Linked DNA regions of Mus musculus: region 2 is linked to region 1. Evidence: chromatin contacts called from public Hi-C data. All regions are on one chromosome and are shown on one strand. Each heading gives the region's core, a stretch centred on a gene start, on an enhancer-like site or on the middle of the called end of the contact. The rest is flanking DNA. Distances are from core to core; before and after follow the strand shown. Region 1 overlaps Corin (corin, serine peptidase). Region 2 holds the start of Nipal1 (NIPA-like domain containing 1).

Evidence for each region. Hi-C and Micro-C count contacts between places; a contact is called where the count stands out from the background.
Region 2: a Hi-C map of liver shows a contact between it and region 1, with 2.3 times the contacts expected there. The contact joins the promoter of Nipal1 here to the enhancer-like site in region 1. A contact is called at or near these places in 1 of 39 promoter capture datasets (cranial neural crest) and 1 of 484 Hi-C or Micro-C datasets (liver).

The regions. Positions count from the first base shown.
Region 1 is chr5:72,410,016-72,414,189 of GRCm38.p6, reverse strand. The region is part of intron 5 of Corin (corin, serine peptidase); the gene reads left to right. Among named protein-coding and RNA genes, the nearest start is that of Gm23712, 6.7 kb to the left of the region's middle. Within about 2 kb of position 1,994, at least 23 of the 459 cell types and tissues checked have an H3K27ac peak or open chromatin away from gene starts, as enhancers often do. A contact at or near this core is called in liver, where this site is marked.
Region 2 is chr5:72,645,557-72,649,782 of GRCm38.p6, reverse strand. It overlaps Nipal1 (NIPA-like domain containing 1), which reads right to left and starts at 1,987. Exons shown (of 6, transcript NM_001081205.1): 1 at 1,850-1,987. The coding sequence starts at 1,895.

The DNA of each region.
Region 1 (4,174 bases), core at 745-3,244:
GACTTTGGGCAAAATGGTGAAACAGTTATAATTAGAGCCATGTGTTCACTAGAGTAGTATTTTCTTAAGTAATCAGAGTCCCAGAATCTTTGTAGGTTTTTAGTTGCAGTTATTTTTTTTATGTAACTTTTTTCTAAATGTTTTTCTGAAATGTCATTTTTCAATGAAATACACTTCTAGATTTAAAAATATCTTGTGCCTCAATCTTGATGGAACAATAGGCACATCTCACATATATTTATAATTCTTATGCTCTAGGAGAAGCCACTGATACCTAATGATCTTCATGTATATATAAGAATATGATTTCTAGCACACCTATATACCTACTGAAAAAAGTTTATGTGGTAGTAATATATTGTACATCAAGTACAAAAGCATTTATTATAGAGTAAATCATATAAGACCACCTTGCAGATCTCACAGTGCAGTCTTTCTCTCATGTTTTTTTTCATTGAGTAAACGAAATGCCTGTTGTATTCAGAATACAGACCCTAGGGCCTCTGACAAATACAATCAGTGAGCATAGTAGCAATTTATACCCATGCAATGTGCTTCTATTAAAAATTATCAATTTACTTTCATTTTATGTGCATTGGTGTTCTGCCTGCAAGCATGTCTGTGTGAGGGTGCCAGACCCCAGGAACTGGAGTTACAGACAGTTGTGAGCTCCCAGGTGGGTGCTAAGAATGGAACCCAGGTCCTCTAGGAAGAGCAGCCAGTTGTCCTAACTGCTGAGCCATCTCTCCGGCCCAGCAATGCTGCACTTAACTGTAGGTGATTTTCCAACATTTTAGTTGTTACACCTGAGTAGAAATGAAGTTGTATCACTAATTGAATCCGTTACTGAGACCTGACATTCTGATTAACATCCCTCAATAAACAAAGTACTGTCCCTATTGTAGAATTGTGTGGTTCAAAATTTCAGTGATACTGAGTTTAAGAAACCCCGACAGATGTTTAAGTTTTAAACAGTTCTTCCTCAATTCCATCATCCTCACAATCACAATCATCACCATGACTACCACTACCACCTCCACCACCACCACCATCACCACCACCATCTGCACTACCACTACCCCCACTACCTCTGCCACCACCACCTCTACTACAACCTCCATTACCACCACCACCTCCACCACCACCAGATCACAGTTCATGACTTTTGAGGGATACTGAACATAGACTATAATACATATGAAAAGAAAGAGAGGAACACCAATGACACATGTAAATGCTGCCATGCAGAAACTACAGAGAGGTAGGATAAATGACAGGAGAGTAGCTTGGAGCCAACTGCATGGATGAGGAATGATGATTTTGCTGGAAAGGGGATCTTCTTGACAAAGAGGGAAGAAACACGTATGCTTGTGCAGGCAACAGACACTGTGAACTCAGGCTCACATTAGGTTCCTGCTTAGCCTCAGACATGAACACGAGGAAAAGCTGACTGGCTTGTGAAATAACCGGTCCATGGATACAGTATTTTCCCTTTATATTTGGAGTCTCAGTCTTTTTTACCAGAGTGCTTTCACAGCTGTCAGCTCCTTTCGCCTCAAGTAAGTCCCCGAGGTATTTTCATCTTCATTTTATAAATTAAGAAACTGAGGGTGAGAGAGATCATCCCAGGGTTATTTAAAATCCCAGCCCCTGCACCCCCAACCGTCCTGTTCCAGCTTCCCCAAAAAGCATGTCCCACCATCTTGGGAGTCAATTAGTAATCCTTGAATGCTACCCTCCACTACAGCCCCGTTCTCACAAAAACTCTTAAATGTCTCTCCAGACTACAGTGAGCCAAAGCCTACAACCTGTAAAAACTGCCTTTCTTAATACACGGTTCTGGGAAGTCGATTCATCTCCTCTTAGCTGCCCTTAAATCAGTCATAATTCCTGGGACAATTTGTTCTCATACATGGCTCACGGTTGTCTTATCCTCTCTGTTGCCGGGCCCTGCAAAGTAAATAACGCGCTGGAGTGATAATGCTGTGGGAACTGTTCTTGAGAGCTTTAAAAATAAACATTTGTGCGTGTTTCCATAGCCGGGTTGTGAGAACTCAGTGGGGCTAAGGGTCAAGGCCCATCAATCATGCCGAGTGTTCCAACTAATCCTCAACTTTACCTTGGTTGTAATCATAAATGGAAAGCAGTTTTTAAGTGGTATTTCTGTGAGTCTAAAGAGATCCCCTGCCATGAAAGAGCTTCGGCTGTTTGTTCTTCCACCTCCCTCCTCTTTTTCCTAGTGTCATGTTTGCTTTGTCCAGCTCTCGTTGCTGATAGCAACCACTCCATCGTATCAGACTCCCTAATTGTAGTTGCTGGACCTCGGCAAAACATCCACTCTCAATTTCTATTGAATCGCAGGTTCATTTCAGAGAGATTATGCCATATGCTTTCTTTGAGATTCTTAGAATCATTGTTTTGACAGTGATTGTAGGCAGTGCCGCGAAACTATTAAAAGCTGACCAGGCGCTTTTCATTACAATGGCCAGCTTTAGATAAAATGATGTGTTTTTTTTTTCCCAGAACCTCAGATTTTCTTATGTTTATAACTTTAAATTACTTAAAGTTTTAAATTACCTAACCACTCTTTCTATACAGAGATGCCACCTCTTGGAAGAGCCTTGACTTAGCATCAGTGACTTACATGTGAGCTTACATGATTTTGCTTCCTAACTGTTGGGACTTGGAGAATGTCAAGTCCATTCAAACATCTTTATCTCAACTTCACAACACAAATAATCAGACTTGGACAGTAGAACCACTTTACCACCCTAGGCGATGTATTTCAGATGACTTTGGAAGCCACGATGCATTTCGCATATACAAACGTTTCAGTTCGGTAGACACACTCTTTGTGCCATGAACTTTATTACAGTTGGGAGAGGAATGAAAACATGCCTCTTTCTCATGACTTCACAGGCCAGTGAAGAGATAAATATTTAAGCGTAGACTCCGACCTTATACAAGAAGTTGGTTTCAATGGTATATCGGAGGGAGACATAGGCTAGAACAGGTTGATGTGGGACAGGTGTTACTCAGAGAAAGAGAGAGACATGGTCAAAGGAGTAGCTTATTGGACTTGGATGTGGCTTGGTGATAGAGTCTTTGCCTACTACACATGAGACCTGGGACTGCAAAACAGGACAGAAAAGAAGTAAATAATTGCACCAGTTATTGCACCAGGCAGCTGGCACTGTTTTAAGTGGGAAAGTATTACATAGTACACAGTCCACAGCCTGGGTGTGAGCCGGGCACTTCTTTCCTACAGTCTGTGAAACAGCCCTGAAGGGTTACTTCTCAGAAGAGACAGGAGAGCCTGAGGAAGGAAGTAGGAAGTGCTTCTTCATCTTGTGTGGGAGGCCTCTGTCCCCGATGCTTCTCTGGCTGTAGCATTCCGTCTACCGTTAGATTCTAGAATCACATCTGGATTCTGATGTGATCCACTTCCCAGCCCTCTTGGCTACATGCTAGACTCCTTCCTTTGCCTCTACCGATACCATAATTATCTGTATTCCACAGGATCGAGTTTTTCAGCCTCCTTTTCTCAAGGCTTTTATGTTGATCCTGGGAATTCTCATACATGCTTACAGATGCGTGAGTACTGACAATGAAAGCCTACTCTATCCAATTTTCCTAAGTTTAAAAGCACGGCCTCCATCTTTACTTCCAAAAAGTGTTTCCCTGTAATTGTTTCTAAGCCTCCACACCACAGTCCATTCCTTTACTCTTGAGTTACATTCTTCTCAGTTGTGAACTCTGCTCTTGACTCAAAGAGAAGGCTCCCTCTTTCCCTCTGCTTAGTTTCTCTCTCCTCTGTTGTTTTCTCTGCATTTCTCTCAACTCTCAACAGTGGGAAGCAGGCTTAGTCCTTAGACCTGTTCCCTTCTGATTACTGAGCTCAGGGCTTTAAATGATGCTCAAATTTCAAAGGTACCCAAGTTCAAAGGTGGGTCTCTACTACATTTTGATTCCAAATTCTAGACTTATGTGCGTATATGTGTTTTCCCTCTTTTTTTGAAGTCAAAAACATTTAATCAACTGTAGATGTGGGTTGGGAGAATTTGCTAAGGCAGGGTCTAACCTTATCACACTTTGGTAATTAGCACAAAGATCATTGGTGACTTTTGTTTTGGGTTACAGAGCTATAAAAACAGTATCGGCATGGCTCAAACAG
Region 2 (4,226 bases), core at 738-3,237, 240 kb before region 1:
CTTTTGGGGGGCATCTTATGAAACGACTTTATCCTCAGACTCCATGATTAGCTCATCATTTTGATCTCGGGTAGATTAAAAACTTTCTCTAGAGGATCTGGGCCACCCAATCTGCAGACCACCTCCAGCTTCAGTACATTGACTGTTAGACTTTGTCACAGCTCTACACTCTCAAGTCATTTGCTTCTCGGAATGTCCTGTCATCAGGGTAGTAAACAGATTGGGAGTGCTAGCATTGAAGGCCAGACTGATGACAGTCCTTTAGGACCTAGGCCAGTGCTCGGCTCACAGGATTCTTGTTCATCACCTCAAACAAATCAAGGAAAACCAGACTCCATTTAAGACCCGCCAGGGTTCTGCCCTGTAGATTTCCTGAGGTAACCCAGTGCTACCTACTCTGTCAACAAGATTTCTTCCTACTTTAGAGAGGAAGAAAGAGAGCCAAGTGGATACACTAGGCCTAAAACCTAGTCTCCTACTACTGAAATTACAGATTGGCCTCTCCCATCTTTCCCAGTACCTTCCTGCACGGTTAATCATCGGGTGACACAGAGCTCCAATACTTCTTGTAGTTACTAAATGCATGAGCAAAGCAGGAAAAATATCCAGAGGTCAAATGAGTGGGTGCAATCTGCTCTCAGATCCTTGAACAAACAAGGGCAGGGTGCATTAGTGACGATCTGACTTGGCAGCTCCAGAATTATTTAGAAAAGGGACCAACTGCCACTAAGCGCATGACTGTCTAGGAAACAACCCTAGATGCAGCTGCCTTAGGGATACCGGTCTCAATGTGGGGATAGTTTGTGAATTGTTGCACATTTTCTTTTACACACCTTTCCCCTTTCTTACTAGCTGGGATTTGATGAGTCCTCTCTCTTCTTCTGTCTCTCCCCCCTTTTCTTTCTATTCCCTCGTTAAGTTATAAGCTGGAAAGGCCAAGAAGCAAGGACACGAATCTCTACAACACGAGGAGCTGTAGTTACATGGTCGTAGCATTAGGCTGGGAAGCACTCACTGTAAGGCACAGGTCTTACCAGACAGCTTCTTTGAGTCGTTAGCAAGTAGGTTAGAAATGACCTGACACCAGTGGGGATTAAAAAAAAAACCGATAATTTCGTTTGCAATGCACATTTCCCAAGGTTGCCCCACCTTTCCCCTTACTTCCATTCAGTTTTCTCTGACCTTCTGTGTAGAGACTGCAAGAAGCCAGTGGAAGTGAGGAACATCTGGCAAAGGTCAAGGGGTGGGGCCCAGGGGTTTTACCAGGCAAGGTGTGGGCTGGAAATCCCAGTCTAGCCCTGAGGAAGAACTAACAAAAGGGCACTCCCAGTTCCCTGTTGGAGTAGTCACCCTACTCAAAGGATTGCCCAGTAAGTCATACCTGAGCGATCTCTCCGTGGGACTCAGGCACAGTGTGTTCAGGGAGCACTGTGGGAAGCCCACGGGATCCCCGGCACGCCCTCTGCCATGTACTCCGGAGTTGAGGCTGAGCCAGGAAACCTCCTCCTGGATCAAACCCTGGAATCTGCCCTCAGCAAGCATCCTGAATTTCCCTGCCACACACTCAGTAGGACGTAATCAACATTGAGCCAGCCGGGGGACTAAGTGGGCGTCACTTCTGTCCTGCTCCGACTTGGGCTTCCCCACAGAGTCTGGAGTGCAGTGGGCTCAGCTAAGTATTTACTGTCCCGTTGGTGGGACAGCCGACTGGACGACTGGAATACTAAATGATTAGAAGACGGCGCGTTAAGAATCCGCACATTTTTCTGAGTCTAGTTTTGAGACCTCGCATCTGGGCTCCCAGCTACCCAAGTGACCCAACTGTCCCACCGCTGGGACTGACACTCACCTTCATGGCAGGGCTCTCCGGGTGGCAGCCTCAGCTGTACCCCCATGGCCTGGGGACCGGGCTTCCTCTGTGCTAGCAATAGTTTCTCACACACCAGTGTCCCGGGACCCGCTTTCGTTCCGGCGGATCGGTGGAGTCAGCGAAGGGTGTGCGCTGCCTCCGCCCCCGTGGCAGGCTCAGCCAATGAGAGTGACTGGGTGGGGCATGGGGTGGTTTGAGGCTCATTTTCCGCCCACCGCTCGCTCATCGCCGCAGAAGTTCCTTCAGTCACCGGTGTCTGCAGGGTGGACCCGGGAGCTGCACAGGTGCTTAGTCCAGAAACACCTGCCAGGAGGAGATGAGGTTACAGCGTGGATGCTGCCGAAGTCACTCGGGGAATTTAGTGATGGAGAGGCTGTCCCGAGGCCCCCTTCTGGTTGTCCTGGAGCAGACGAAGTGCTGGCCAACGTCAGTGGGTCTTTCTCATCACTGGCTTTTGTGGCACAAGGCGCTGTCTGCTGGAGTTCTGTGCTGAGTCCATGCTAAAGTTTATTCTGGGATTTTTTTCGAACAGGCTTGGTGCTTCTGCTCTCTCGTGCACGCCGTTGTCCTCCTTGTCTTACAATACCCGTGCTTACCTGTTTTCAACAATCAGGCATTTCCCTCTCCACCCACCCAGCTGCCTTATCCCCACGCCCAGTCGTATATGAAATAAGCTTTTCAGGGATCAGCAATGCCCAAACTGAGAAGACCTGTTCCCACGCTGAAGTTCATGATATTCCAGCAGTACACTACATAACATGCATGAGTCAACTCATTACAATTTACAGCACAATTTATTAACTACAGTTTGCAGGTGAGGGATAAGGATAAGGTAGAGAAAGCGGTGAAGTAACTTAGTCACGAGGTATTTATTATGCCTCATGAAGTGGTCACACTTACTGCTGAAGCCCTCAGCCGGAAGAGCCGAGATTGTGTGTTTTTCTGGGGTGCCTTTGCGCTTGACTGCTGTACCCCCATAGGCTCTAGGTATTCACGAACAGCTAGAATTAACTTTATTGCCTAAGAGTTTCACTGCAGAGATCCATCTTGCTTTTCTTGTTTTCAGGTTTATGAGACAAAACTTAAAACCAAATTAGTCAGTAGTTTAAGATGCATACTTTTTGTCTATGGGCATGACCTGTGGAAAAAGAATGGGGGAGGGGCAGGATCAGGTGGAAGTGGCAAAGACGGTTTAAGCCAGTTTTGAATTGGAAGCCTTGTGAAGTAGACATCTACTTAGATGCTTTCTTTGGACATCAGATTTCACGTTTTGTCTTCACCATAGACTGGCAATGATAATAAATCTGATCCCAGGTACTTCTTACTATTTAACAAACATCAGTTACAATGTGGCAAACCCTAACCCTAAGCACTTTATAAAAAATTGTTTAATTTATATTAAAAGCATTCAAAATGATAATAGCTGTTGTTATTTTCCACTTTATGCTTTATATCTTCACTTAAAAAAAGCCTTGAGAATGTTCCTTTGAGATTCATGAGTTTTCTTTGTTTGCACACGAATGCACACGTGTGTATGCAGGTGCACATGCGGGTGTGCCTGTGGAAGCCAGAAGGGGGCGCTGAGTATTCTGCTCTATCACTCTTTACTTCCTCGATGGGGCCTGTCACTGAACCCAAGCCTGGCTAGTCAGCAAGCCCCAGAAACCCATCAGCGGGAAGGCTGGGGTTATAGTTGTATACCATTTTTACGTGGGTTCTGGTTCTCAGGCCCAGGCAGCGCTGTTATCTTCTGAATCATCTTTCCTGCACGTCGGGATGGCAGTCTGGTTTTGGCAGGAAGTACTTTGTTATAAATCTTATTTATTCCAGTTCTAAGTATGTGAGAAAACACTCTGGGGAAAAAAAAAAGAAGAAAACTTGCTCAAGATCACTGCTGTCCCAAGCCCAGTGTGTCCTAGGCAGAAATCAGTCATGAATTCCCCTCACCCATTATTTCTAGATGAATAGCTACGTGGCTACCACACAGGATGTCACCTGTGCACTAATTGGGGGCAGGTGTTATCCCTATCCAAGAATGTATTACTTAATTCAAGGAAAAAAATAACATTTAAACATCTCCAGTGAACTCACTCTTGACTTCGGGAAATCCTTTTATAACTCAAAACCTAGAATTCAACAGTAAATGAAACCCTCTAAAAGGTAGACTCACACTCACTGGGCTTTGTGCAAGGTCATGAGACCCAGTGATGATTGTGAAAATGGAAGCTGGAGTTGCCTCAGAGCTGGAGGAGGCAGAGCCACACTGTCTTGTAGCTTGGGCAGGTCTGCAGATAGCCTCCTGTGGGAGCCTCTAGCCTCCATTGCCATGCTATGGGGGGCGGGGGGAGTTTGCCAT